2 separate regions of the Mus musculus genome follow, and region 1 is linked to region 2. Evidence: chromatin contacts called from public promoter capture Hi-C data. All regions are on one chromosome and are shown on one strand. Each heading gives the region's core, a stretch centred on a gene start, on an enhancer-like site or on the middle of the called end of the contact. The rest is flanking DNA. Distances are from core to core; before and after follow the strand shown.

The links. Promoter capture Hi-C pulls out the DNA fragments that hold promoters and counts their contacts.
Region 1: a promoter capture Hi-C map of liver shows a contact between it and region 2, with 6 times the contacts expected there. The contact joins the promoter of Akap10 here to the enhancer-like site in region 2. A contact is called at or near these places in 4 of 39 promoter capture datasets (hippocampal neurons, liver and pre-B cells).

The regions. Positions count from the first base shown.
Region 1 is chr11:61,925,675-61,932,847 of GRCm38.p6, reverse strand. It overlaps Akap10 (A kinase (PRKA) anchor protein 10), which reads left to right and starts at 2,591. Exons shown (of 15, transcript NM_019921.3): 1 at 2,591-2,859. The coding sequence starts at 2,772.
Region 2 is chr11:59,217,512-59,224,133 of GRCm38.p6, reverse strand. The region is part of intron 1 of Arf1 (ADP-ribosylation factor 1); the gene reads left to right. Among named protein-coding and RNA genes, the nearest start is that of Arf1, 7.4 kb to the left of the region's middle. Within about 2 kb of position 1,638, at least 43 of the 459 cell types and tissues checked have an H3K27ac peak or open chromatin away from gene starts, as enhancers often do. A contact at or near this core is called in liver, where this site is marked.

The sequences.
Region 1 (7,173 bases), core at 1,342-3,841, 2.7 Mb before region 2:
GGGTAAACATGCTTCTCTGTGTGTGTGTGTGTGTGTGTGTGTGTGTGAGTGTGTGTGAGTGTGTGTGTGTGTGTGTGTGTGTGTGTGTGTGTGTGTGTGTGCATGCAGAGGCCAGAACAGGGCATCAGGTGTCCTCACCTACTTCTTTTGAGTTCTACAGTTCTGAGCATATCTTGCCCAGATTGGGGTCTTCCAAAGCAGGTACAAGTTGTCTGGAGTGGTTATAACTACAGTAAGACTTCCTGAAGTGGGAGTCACAGCTTCACCAACAACCCTTCTTCCTTCCTTCCTTTCTCTATCTTGTATTACCATTGAGATCCTAGGTCATTACAAAGAAACCCAAACCATCCTCTATAAACAAGACATGATGGTGGCAGGATCTCTTGTGGGGTGGTGGTGAGGTGTATGTGTGAAGGATTATGAAAAGTCTTAATTGTAAAGTGCTAGGAACATAGAGAGTACATCACAAGTTCTTAGTAAATAATGATTTCGATTAGCTGACTGCTATGTCTAGCTGTCTGAGAGATAGTGGAAATAATAAAACTTATTCAAGGAACTAACAAAACGAAGCAGTTTTTAAATATACAATTCTGCAGAAAGGGATGCCAGCAAAAAGAAAAGTCAAAAATTTCTGGTGCAATGCTTTGGTACAAGGCAGTGATTTTTAAGGTCCCCCCAATCTGGAGGGGTTTTAAGTTCCCTCTAATTCTATTCTTGTCTCCATTGGCTAGAACTTGCCCCTTTCCCAAATTTCCCATGTTATTGTTTTAGGACACAAAACCTTATCTAATGAATAGTTTGGGGCTTGAGATAGCACCCCTCCTCCTTTTCTGACCATGAGCAATAGGGTAGCAGACTACCTGTAACTTTTTTAGAGTTCTGTGACAAGCCTGCACCAGCCACCAGCTAGGGGGCCTATTGCTTTCTTCTTATCTGTAAATGGACTGTAACAATCTATTTCTCACAGAGAATAAAAGCAACTCCAGAATCTCTGGTAGGGGGGGCTCAAAGAATAAACCTCATTGGAAATTGAGTTGAAAAACACTTCCTCAACACTGATTTATGTTTATTTAGCCTGAGAGAATGAGTAAGGATTCTAGAAATCCTAATGGAGCCAGAGCCCTCCCCTCAACCCCATTGACTTTTTGCTCATTTAAGGGATTTTTCTCACTCATTCGTCTGGTGTTCCTCCTGCCCTGATCAGCTAACCAATAGTTAACAAATACAAAACAGTCTCTGCCAAGACTGGAACTCCAGAAGGGAAAGGCAAAGGAATAATGTAAGACACACCACCCATTCTGCCTAAGAACAGAGTAGATACTCTAACTGTGGATCCTTTGCAAGTGTTGTCTGTGCTCCTAATTGCTAAGCCATCGTTCAACGCCTTGTTTTGTTTTTATCTGTTTGAGACACAGTCTCACCTTGGCCTAAAATTCCCTAAGTAAATCAAGCTGACCTGGGACTCAGTGATCCACTGGCTTCTTTCTGCCTTCCAAGTGTGTTAAAGGCTTTCACCACCAGAGCACCTCCCCTGGCTTGCCTTAATATTCTTAGGCAAGGAAAGGTTTTCAAGGGTGGGCAGTGGGTGGGAATAGGGGAGGGGTATGCCCAGAGTGTAATATTCATTTCCAAATCATCTCAGACCTCCACACCATTACCTCACATGGGGCAACCACAGCCCTGCTCTCCTTTTCAGTTCCTGCCCAGCGTGACCTTGAAAGCTGGCCTAGTTTCCTCCATACCAAGAGCAAGTTTAAAGACTGTTACTAACCTGGAGGGTTTAGTATGGTATCTGTGCACGATGTTATAAATAAGTTTAGCTATGATGGTTTTTCATCATTTAGCAAACAGGCTTGGAAACAAAACTAGCAAACTTATTAACCTGCTCTAATAATATGGTTAAGACTCCAGGCTTTACTTAGTTCCTGTTTTAACACACCGAATAATCAGGCAAGTTGCCGCTTCTGCACTTGTTTTTCCTTCTGTCTCAGGTAGACTTTGCTGATCCAACATAAAAATCAGCAACTGTGTGCATCACGAGTTCCTGGTTCGCTTTTGACAGTAGTTGTAGCTATAGTGGCCATCCATCCAGGGCGCTAAAGGTGGGTAAGCTTTAAGAAAGCCAGAAGATTTATAGGAAGGTGGCTTTCGAATAAGAACGGAAGAAATAGCCCTCTGTTGAGGCTCAGGTTGCTGGCTCTTTCTGTTTTGAGCATCTGTAGGGATTTCATCTGAAAATGAGCCTACCACTCTTTTTCTCCTTCCTTCCTGAGGTCACTTTGAGGGAGGGAGCTTCGGGAGCTACATAAGAGCAGCTCCTCGTCCTGCAGGCTCGCCTGCATCCCCCGGGGACCTGGCAGGGTAAAGCTGCCAAGCAGCCTGCGGCATTTAGCAAGATTCCGCGAAAAGGCTGCGCAGCAGTGCTGGCGGGGGCTTCCCGAAGAGGAGGAGGTTCAGCAAAGAGACGCTGTCATCCGAAGCCTCCAGGGGGAAGGGCTCGCGGACTCGAGGACGCCAGGTCACGTGGGCTGAGCGGGCGCGCGCCCCGGCCCCGCGGGAGGAGGTGCGCAGGAGGAGGCGGGGCCGGGGCCTCCCGTGAAGCCCCGCGCGCGGACGGACCGGAACTCTAAGCGGGTGGCTTGTTGATAACATGGCGGCAGCAGCTGCCGGGGCATCCCGAGGTGGCGGCAGCGCCCACACCCGGAAGAAGGGGCTGTTTTCGGACTAGTGCAGCGGCTCCTGCGGCCCCGGAAGTCCCGGCCAGCTGCTGAATGAGGGGAGCCGGGCCCTCCCCGCGACACTCCCCCCGCGCCCTCCGCCCCGACCCGGGCCCCGCCATGTCCTTCTTCCGGCGGAAAGGTAGCCGAGGGGTCGCCGGCGGGGGGTGAGCCGGGTCTCGGGCAGCGGTGGGGCAGCAAACCTGCAAGGGTTTTGTCAGGGCGGCCGCGAGGCTCTCGATGAGCCGCTCGGCCTCGGCGCCGACACCCGCGGTGCAGTGTGCTGCCCGGGACTCCGCAGGGAAGAAGGTGGCCTCCTCAAGCGAGGTCGAGGGGCATTGTCGCTTTGGGCCAAAAGTGTCTGCTTAAACCCATAGAAATTAACACCTGTTGGCTAAAGAAAAGGTTTTCCTGGTGTGTTTGGTTTCTGGAGGTTTGTATGTGTGTGTGATCCACGCGCGCACTGTGGATGAAGATCAAGGAAATCCCTTTACTTATAGGAAGTCTTGACTTTTCCGAATATTGGGGGGGGGGGGTTATACCTAAAACCACGTGCAACTGTTATTTCTTCAACTAGCGCTATTTTCTAGTTTCCTCTTTTGGGGGCGGGGGTGGAGAGCGGAAGGGGGCCCACTGTTATTCCTAAAATAAAATTTCTTACTACTGAAGTTCCGTATTCAGAAGACTACTGCTTTTGATGATTGAGCAACTTTACTAATTATTGAGACCGTTGCTGCTACTATAAACGAACTACTTAGATTTCGGATGTCCAGTTGTAAAAGCTTACTTAGTTTTTAAAGTAGAGGCAAGGTGATTTTGATCCTGGAAAGGGTTATGGTATTTCATTAAATATACATACACAAATTGATCAATCAAATCTCTTTAGGTGGAGGTGGTTGTATCTCTTCATTCTTACTGAGAAGATGTATCAGACAGACTTTTTTTTTTTTAAACATAACACCAAATCAGACTTGTATTCACGTGATAGCTTTTTCATAAACTCTGTAACCCGAAACAGCCGGTTAACCCACTTTTTTTCCAGCTGAGAATCAGATGATTCCTAAAGGCCTCATAGGACTGAGGCTGTCTGTTGATGCTAGGTGAGGGAATGAATGAAACTGGTAAATAATAGGAAGCTTTATCAGTAAAGTGTCTTAATATCTCTGGAGTTGTTAATGTACCTAGGTTGACAGTGTTGTGGTGCTTGTTTTTTAAGGGGGGGAATGCATTCTAAGTATGGGACTAATTCAAGTTGAACAACAGACTTCTGTCTGTTCATTTAACACACACTGTCGAGTGTCCAGTCTGCCAGACACTGTCTTAGGGTGTCATGAAATAGTTATATGGACGTAGTCTCTGTACCTATGAAACTCATTGATGCTGAAGGCAGGCAATAAATAAGGCCAAAAAAAAAAGTGTGTATATACTTACAAATTGAATGATGTGTAATGAAAGACTAATTTATGAAGAAAAACCTATTTTGGTTGGATGTTAGAAGAATTCAGTATGTAACCTTGAAACGTAAAACTAGAGGATCAGTAGTAGAATGTAACTTTAGAGAGGTCAGGAAAGACACTGGAGGTACCAGGAATAAAGAGCTGGTGCCCTTTAGGAAAGGCAAGGTGGCCACTGTGGCTGAGGCATAGAGAAGCAGATAGGCAGACACCACATTATCGAGAGTTTTATTCCAAATGCAGAGAGAATATATTGTAAAGCTTTTGAAGAGAGGTGACCTTACAATAAAGGGTGATCTGATTATTTGCTTAGAAAGTTTATTCTAGAGCCAGATGCTCAGCAGATAAAGACCCTTGCTGTGCAGCCTAACCATCAGAGTTAGAGCCCCAGGACCCACAATGGTGGAGGGAAAGAGTAACTCCCATTAAGTTGTCCTCTGACCTCCACACATGTGCTGTGTGGTACATCCACTCCCACAAAATAAATAAATGTACTTAAGGAGTAAAAAGATTATTCCAGATGATTTCTGGAGATTGAATGTGGCAAGAGAGCTAGAAACAACCTTTTTGAGGGGTTGGGAGTCAAGACAGTCTGGCTTTGTAGTCCTGGCCTTAGCATTTCCTGTTGAGATGGGGACCTTGTGGACATTCTTCTTCCTCTAATTTAGTATTTGGATTATAGGCATGTATCACCACACCCAACCTCTGAAAACAGCCTCATAAAGATCCTTCAATTTAATTTTCTTTCTTGTTAGAGGTTTATCATATTTCATTAAAAATGGTAAATCTAAAATCAGGAAAAGAGGGCTGGAGGTGGCTCAGCCCTTCAGAACTTATGTTGTTCTTACACAGAACCTGGGTTTAGTTCCCAGAACCTTCATGGCAGCTTAGAACCATCTGTAACTCCAGGTCCAGGGACTCCCCTACTCTTCTCTGGCCTCCTTGGCACTTGGCATCTACATGTATAGATGTAGGCAAACCACTCACACACCACAACAAAATGGAAACAATTGTAAGAATTACCTTAGTGTTTCCCCAGTTTACCTGTCTATTGTATTTTTTCTTTTGAGATATGCACTTTGTAATCTACTGTCATGAGTTTTGTCTTTTTTTAATTTTTGAATTTTCAAATCAGTATTTTGATATGAAGTCATTACTAGCCTTAAAAGTACAGCAATCCTGTCTCAGTCTTTTGAGTACAGGGATTACAGGAATGTGACGGTCTGGCCTGTCTGTCTCTTCCGTATACATATCCTGGAATGGATGGAATGACAGAATTCTCATTGTCTGAGTTCCAGGACAGCCAGGGCTACACAGAGAAACCCTGTCTCAGAAACATACACACACACACACACACACACACAAGAATAGCTCCTCTTAGATCTCTGTCATTTTATTCTACTTTCACATGGAACTGTCCCATAGGAATTAGCACTGCCTTTTGAGTTTTATTTTATATGTATGGGTGTGTTGCTTGTGTGTGTATGTACACTATATGTGTGCCTTTGCCCAAGGAAGCCAGAAGAGGGCATCTGATTCTCTAGAACTAGAGTTTAAAGATTGTCGTGAGCCACCATGAGGGTGCTTGGAATTAAAGGCGTGCGTCACCACACCTGGGTTTTTTTTTTTTTTGTTTTTTTGGTTTTTTTTGGTTTAACTGCTGCCAGCTTTCTCTTTTGAAATGTTATTGATAGACACAGTTCCACACTGGGAAGCCAGTATAGCTCCCAAAATATAAGTTAGCACACCTGGCCACTTGGCACAGTGCTTCCAACCAGCTGAATAGATCATGGCTCTGAAACCCAGAAGACACAAGCAAAAAGGGGAATGCCTTCGTCAGTACAGTGTTCTCAGCTTTCAGGGGCTCATCAAAGATCTGCCTTCATTTGCTGGACCTTCAGAAGAGCAGCAAACGGGAAGTAATTTCAGCCCACTCTAGGATACTCAGAAACTTACTTAGGATGGAGCCCTTTCCTTCTAGAAATTGGTTTTTAAAAGTCTTTAACAATGTACGAGAGAGAGTGTGTGTTTGTGTGTGTGCAGCATTCTGAGTTTAGAAGAGTGTGTCAGATCTGGAGCTAAAGTTACATGAGTGGTAAGATCCAAACTCGGGTCTGATACAGGAGTATAATATGTGCTTTTTTTTTTTTTTTCTTTTTTCTTTTTTTTTTTTTTTAGAAACAAGGTTTCTCTGTGTACTCTAGGCTGTCCTGGAACTTGTTCTATAGCCCAAGCCTGGAACTCAAGAGACCCAGCTACCTCTGCTGGAGTGCTGGGATTAAAGGTGTGCAACCCAGGACAGGCAGGAGTTGTGCTCTTAACTACTGAGTCATCTTTTTAGCCTTCTTTCCTTAAATTCTCTATGCCAAGAACAGATTTTTTTCCCTCTAAATCATTTTAAATCTTAATTCTCATTTAGTGTTCCTCTCTACTTGGAGATTTTTATTTTATTTGTGTGTATGGGGTACAGGTGTAACTGGACATGTAAGGAGATCTAAGGATGTAAGAATCCAAAACTTCAAAAAAATAAAGAAGACAAAGCTCATGACAGTAGATTACAAAGAGCATATTTCAAAAGACTTAGATGGTGACTTTGTGGAGTCAGTTCTCAACTTACTGTGTGTTCTGAAGATCAAATTCAGGTTAATCATGTTTATATGGCAAGCACTTTAAGGATTAAGCCATCTCTCTAGTCCTTGGGATTTATTTCTCTATTTCAGAGACAAGATACAGTCCATTCATCAAATCTCTCAGTCCTCCAGTTTTTTATTTTGTTTTTAGATTTATATATGTATATGAGTGTTTTGCTTACATGTATGTATGTGTACCGTGTGTGTGCCTGGTGCCCTTGGAGGTCAGAAGAGGAAGTTGGATCATCTGGAACTGTAGACAGGTCCTCTGGAAGAGCAGCCCATACTCTTGACCTCTAAGCCATCTCAATAGTGCAGTGCAGTGCAGTGCACCACCAGCTTTTGAAACAAGGTGTTATTGTAACACAGACA
Region 2 (6,622 bases), core at 389-2,888:
AAGGGGCGTAGTGGAAGAAGATGGAAGTGGTAGCCTTACTCAGCATTGGGCACAAAGCTGCCTGTCTATGCATGGTATTGGAGTGTTCATCTTAACCATCCTAAACTCTATAGACTATGCTGGCCTTGAACTCACAGAGATCTGACTGCCTCTGATTCCCATGCCTGGCTAAATATATGTAATTTATACTGCAGTGAATGTGTGTCTTGAAAGGAACTAACTAAGGAGTTGGCTCCGTGAGTAAAATACTTGCTGCACAAGCAAGCTTGAGGACCAGAGTTAAATCCCCACTTCACACACAGACCTTCTAATCCCAGCAGGAGGAAGGCAGACACAGGAGGATCGCCAGGACTTTGTGAGTAAGCCACTCCAGCTGAATTAGTGAGCTCCAGGGTCAATGAGAGATTACACCCACCCACCCCCTCCTTAAAACAACATGTATGGGTGTTACCAACCCAAGGAGGCAGAAATGTCACCTCTAAGGTGACATTTTTGCAGAGATGATAGAAAAAGATTGGTAAGTTTGAGGGAGGAACCAGAGGCCTCTTAGTAGCCCAGGACAATTGATAGGAGGGCTCTGAGCTGGGTAAGTGTACTCTTGAGTTTGGAACCCTGCCAGGAGCTGTATGGGAGGGTAAGACTAGAGAAAGGGTGCCCTGGTCCCCGAAGCAGCTTTGTAGTCCTCAGGGTATTTTGAAATCTGTGGGAACCCTTTGGCTCTATCATGTAGGGAGGCATTATGTCTGGCACTTAGCCACTTGTGTGGTTTTCATGTAGGTGGAAAATCCCTCTGTGATAGCCTAAGCTTGATCACAGAAAGATACTTTTCTTTGGCATCATGTTAACAGATGTTTCAGGTCTTCCAGGAACCCAACTTTAACTATCTTGTAAGTCAAGGATAGTGTATTTTGTTCTCTTCAGTACCTTAACAAAAGATGTCCTTATTTTTCAGAGAAAAAAAGTACTTCTTTGAGATGGGATGCCCTTGAGATTGCTATGGTTGGCACTTAGTGCCTCAGTAGCCAGCCACCCCCCTTGTCCTCGTGGGGACAAGGGAATGGCTAGGCCTAGCAATAAATAAAGCAGAGTTTTGATAGAAGTTACTTCCCTTTGTGTCCCTGTGATGTCATTTGGGGTAGGCTCATGGCAATCTTCAATCTTGTGCAAATGTCAGATTGTCTGTTGGCTTTTTTTCTGGGTGGCAGACTTAGTGGATTTGAAGGTATGGTGGACACCTGATAATTCTCATAGCTACTATATGTGAGGGTCCTAATATTAATGGTGCCACTTTGCACCTGATTAATTGACTTGTTGTAGTGTAGTGGGAGGTGGAGGCAGCAAGTCTCCTTGGTTTGGGTCTGAAGAACTGGGTGGAAATTTGGGAAGGAGGGAGATTTTGATGGAAAAGCTGAATATGAAACATGGAAGAGCCTTACCCAGAGAATAGGGGCAATTGTTAGAGAATGCACTGGGTGACGGTCACCTAAGTTAGAGGAAAAAACTTTTATAGTGTCTTAGAGAAGCTTTTCTGACATTGAGATGGTAGGGGAAATAGTGTGTGATGTGTGGCTAGCAGTGCCAGGCTCAGCAAGGACAGTGGACTTGGGGATTTGGTCTTTGTCCTGTGTGTCTGCCTCACTCCAGCAGGGCGGGGCAGGACCAGAGCTGAAGGGAGCCTAGTGACAGCTCAGCCTTCCCGTATACTTTACCCCTCTGTTTCTACCTGAAGAGCAAGGGTTTCAGAAGAAGGGGCATGACACTTCTACCCTCAGAATAAAAGTTCCCAAAGGTAGAGATAAGGGTTTTGTTTTTTGGTTTTTCGAGAGGCTTTTGTTTTTTAATTTAAAAGATGTATTAATATTTTTTTAATTTTTAAAGTGTGTGTGTGTGTATGTGTGTGTCTGTGTGTGTCTTTATAGGGATATGTGAGTGCAGATGTTTAAGGAGGCAGTGATGTGTCAGATCCTTCTGGAGTTGTATTACAGACCATTATAAGCAGCCTGATGTAAGTTCTGGGAATTGAACTCTGGTCCTCTGTAAGAGCAGTACTTAACAGCTGAGCCATCTCTAGCTCCTTGTTTTTGTTGTCATGAGACAATCTCAAACTATAACCTAGGCTGGCCCTGAACTCAGGGCAGTCCTTCTGTCTCAGCTTCTGTAGTGTTAGGATTACAGATCTTAAACCATGGTGATAGGGAAAGTCAAGTTTTGAAGATTGAATTATTCAAGCTCATTAAGTACTCTAGTGGCCATCTTGACTCTTTGTCCAAAGTATGGCTGAATGTACCATTAACATTGAGTTTCAGTAGAACAGTACCCTGCCAATTGTAGCTGGTTTGAGGAAGAGCTTATTTTATGAAAGCACCATGAACTAGCTGTTGGTTGTTCCAGTTCCCTTTTTCTTTAGTGGGCCTTTAGTAGTATGCCAGGTCCAGATCCATTGGCCTCACAGGCAGGGGGTTGTGTGTGTGTGGTGTTTTCTGGGCATGGGGGAAGCTCATAAAGAGATAATCTGGCAAAGCTGTATTACTTTGATTTGCCTTTCAACAAAAATTAATGCTCTTCTGGGTCCTCCTGCTTCTCCTGAGGCCAGGGATGGTGGTGTTATATGTGGGTATGTGATACTTGGCATGGCTTTGTGCATACTATGCCCTCTGTAAAGACCAGTGGAGCAGGGGTGGCCATTGAGAAGCCACAGCCACTTGGAGGTTCAGCCTCATTGCTTCAGCAGGAGCCCTCAATGGTTAGAGAATGTGCATGTTAGCCAACATGGATGTGAATCTGAAGATGTAAGATCAGGGTATGACCTTAGGTCATTTCTCCTCAATTCCATTCTGTGACCAAAATAAGTTGCATCTGTTTATAGCCAGGTGGAATTGTCTCCTATATACAAATTGTATGCTCCATATATGTGTTCAGGAAAGGAGTAAAGGGCTAGGGTCTGGGGTTACAGCCAACCTGGCTCTTTCAAGGAGTCAGGATAGAGACTTCCTTAGAAGCACCAGACTTATCCTAGGCTGGCAGTCATGTGATCATGTCGATTGACATGAAGACAGAACAAGTGGCTACAGGGTCACTAGGGAGGGCCAGGCTGAGCCTTGTCCCCTGATTTCAGGACGGTTGTGTTGTCATACTGTGCTTTTCTCCATTTTAGATGTGTTTCTTGGTTGATGCCTGTGTATGTTTCTTGCTTTGTTTTGTCTATGGTTTGGGGGAGCAAACCTAGTGCTCTGCTGCTGTTTCCAGTTCTGTATCTATAGTTTTGGAGTTTTTCCAGTGAGATGGAGTAGAGGCTCTCTGTACTTCCTGCCAACGTAGAAATACGGTAGCAGTGTATGTTAGGACAGTGTTTCTCAGCTTATCTATTGCTTTGCCCTTCTGTTCCCTTTCCTCATGTTGTGACCCCCAACCATAAAATTACTTCATTGCTACTTCATAACTATAATTTTGTTACTATTGTGAATTGCAGGATATCTGATACCTGACCCCCTAAAGTGCTTGAAACCCACAGGTTGAGAACTACTGTGTTTGGGTGTGGTTCTGTGGCTCCTAGGTAGGTGCTGTAGGCATGTAGTGCTGCAGGAAGCTCCAGAATGTGCAATTATTCTGGAAGCCCTGACTCCAGTTACAAGTCCAGATTCTGTTCCTGAGAGGAAGACAAGACACAGAACAGTAGGTATCTGCTTTAAGAAGATTTACACAAACAATGTGGCAAGATGTATCCCCATTGGAGCCTTTAGAAGTTTCAAAAATTGTTTCATGAATTCCTTATTGTAGCTCTACTACAGGTGATATGGTAGCTCAGTTATTTGCTTAGAGCTGCTGATGTATAGAGTTAATGTGGCTGTGAATGTGTTTCACCTTTTTGAGACTAGTTATGTTAAGAAATGGTAATGCTTAAAAATAAAGGGAAGACAGGCAGTGGTGGTGCACACCTTTAGTCCCAGCACTTGGGAGACAGAGGCAGGCAGATTTCTGAGTTCGAGGCCATCTTGGTCTACAGAGTGAGTTCCAGACAGCCAGGGCTACACAGATAAACCCTGTCTCGGAAAAAAAGCAATGAATGAATGAATGAATGAATAAATAAATGAATAAATGGAGAAACAATATAAAGATGAGGTTCAGCATTTTAGTTGCTGTAGTTCAAAAACTTAAGAGTTTTAACTTGAGTATGGGTATAGACCTTGATTTGTGTGTGTGTGTTGGGGGGGGTTTCACCTTAAGTTTGCAAAGAATGCTCTAATTTCAATTTCACTCATCATCCTACCTACAATTCAGACCTGGTGTGTTTCCCCTGCCCTGAAGAAGCTTCGAGGAGGCAGTGTGCAACTGTTGATTGAGTCACAGTTTTGCCCTTCCAAGAGTGCTTGCCTGTCTTAGTATCAGCACATTCAATTTTACTCTTAAGCAAATTTTATGAAATAACGACAAAATGTAGAGCAGTACTTGGATTGCATGGACATACTTAGAAGCCTGGAATGTTCAGCTGAGGGGCATGTGAAGACCTGCGGCTTTAGCAACAGACATTCTCAGTCTCTGTTAATGTACAAAAAGCAGTGTGTACAGAGGTCAACATGTGGTCATGTTGTACATGACACTAAAGCCCCTTTAAAGTTGCAGGTTTTCATGTATTTTATTTTTGAACACTGGTACTCTTTACTAAAAACTTTAGTTAGAAAGTGTTTTATACTGTGTTCAAGTTCTTTAAGAAAAGTTTTAAAATTGGTAAGTTTCCTCAAATGTGATAACTGAGAATATACCCTTGATGGATGTGGCTAAACTTTATTTTTGAGGCAGATCTCCTGTAGCTCTGGCTCCAGTGTTTTAGTGTTGTCCCTGTATGCAGTTCCTGCAGAGGCCAGAAGAGGGCTTCACATCCCCTGGAACTGGATGGAGTTAAGGACAGTTGTAAGCTGCCATGTGGGTGCTGGGAATGGAACTGTGTCCTTTGCAAAAGCAGCAAGTACTCTTACCCATTGAGCCATCTTTCTAGTTCCCTAAAAGGAACTCTTAAGACAGCACCAATTTTTCATTCAGGTAGTAAGTATGAGTCCTAGTCAGGGCAGAACATTCTGTTGAGTCTGCAGCCCAGAGCAGAAAACTTCTCTTTCTACTGGGATTCTTTCAAAATAGTGGTAATAATTGGAGGAAAATGGCAAACCTACACAGTCCGATTTAAAGAAGGTTGTCTGGCCTTTTCTGAGTCTTGTGGAAGGATGATTGACTTCCCCTGGCTATCGCTTGGCTGCTGCTCAGGCCCCTGTTCAACTACTAAACCAGTCAGGTTGCATTCATTATTGTGGAATAGGTGTGGACTCAGTTGTGTTTTCTCGCCTTTACTTAAGAGACCAGGAAGAGGGTCTGTACAGAGGGTGGTGTAGGGAGTGTGGTTGCCAGAGGAGAAGCTACTTCAACCATTGTCCTCTCCTCCCCAAAGAATGAACTTTCTTGACCCCCAACTAACTTGGTGGTTGTGGGTCCTCCTGCCTGAGGCACTCCCTCTGGTAGTTTGGTAGGCAGAATAAACCAGCAAGAGGCTCTCTGGGAAAGTTGTTTTCACTGCCTGCTGATGGAGTGAGTAATGCAGAAGAACCGGAAAAGCAAGTTTAGCTTGTGTGTGGGATTGAAGAGGGAAGGTGACAGCAACTTGACTTGGCTTCAAGCAGTCAGTGCCTGTACCCAGAGTCTCTGGTGATGATTGGCCCTTGTAGCCACTAGGCTTTTCTCTCTGTGGAGGCTCCTTTGGGTTTGGGTCTGTTCTAGAAGCAGTGGTTGGGGCCCTATGAGGACAAAGAAGTGCCTGTGTGAACAGTAGGGTGGATCTACATGCTTGCATTGTTGAATGTCTTAAATCTGGAACTCATCATTGAATTCTATTTCCTTCTTCCTAGGTGATTCTTGTTAAAAAGAAAGAAAATGTTCACTGTGGTTATCATGGCCTTTCCATAGAGAAGGCAGGTTAGGCCCAGCACACTCAGCTGTGGGCTGTGCAGATCACATGCAAGAAAGCAGCACTGAATAACAGTAGTCCTGGACAATGAGACACTCATGCAGGCAAACTTGGCTGAGGTCCCCGCCACTAGACACAGTTATTCAAGGTGTCTGTCTGCTACTGTAGGGACTTGAGAGGGGTGCACATATCCTCTCCCCTTAATCTTCCTCTGGATTTTTTGGGGGGGGGGTCCTGCTTTTCCTTTTGAAACAGGGTCTTACGTAGTTCAGACTGTCCTTCAACCCCCTACTCATAGCCAAGGATCTTAAACTCTGCCTCAACCTTACTGGGGTCATATATTTGCTCATACATGGATAGTGAGCACAACAACTATTGTTTTCTTCACAGCATCTGAACATAAAGAGCTATCTTAATGTCCCCTCTGCCTTACCAAGCCCCCCTGGCACACTGGTGGCACCCTAGTCACCTCTGGTGGATCCCTTTTGTTTCTCCATTGGTAACTTTTTTTTTTTTTTTTTTCCGAGACAGAGTTTCTCTGTGTAGCTCTGGCTGTCCTGGAACTCACTCTGTAGATCAGGCTGGCCTCGAACTCAGAAATTCACCTGTCTCTGCCTCCCAAGTGCTGGGATTAAAGGCGTGCACCATTTTTGATGTGTTGATTTAGAAGGA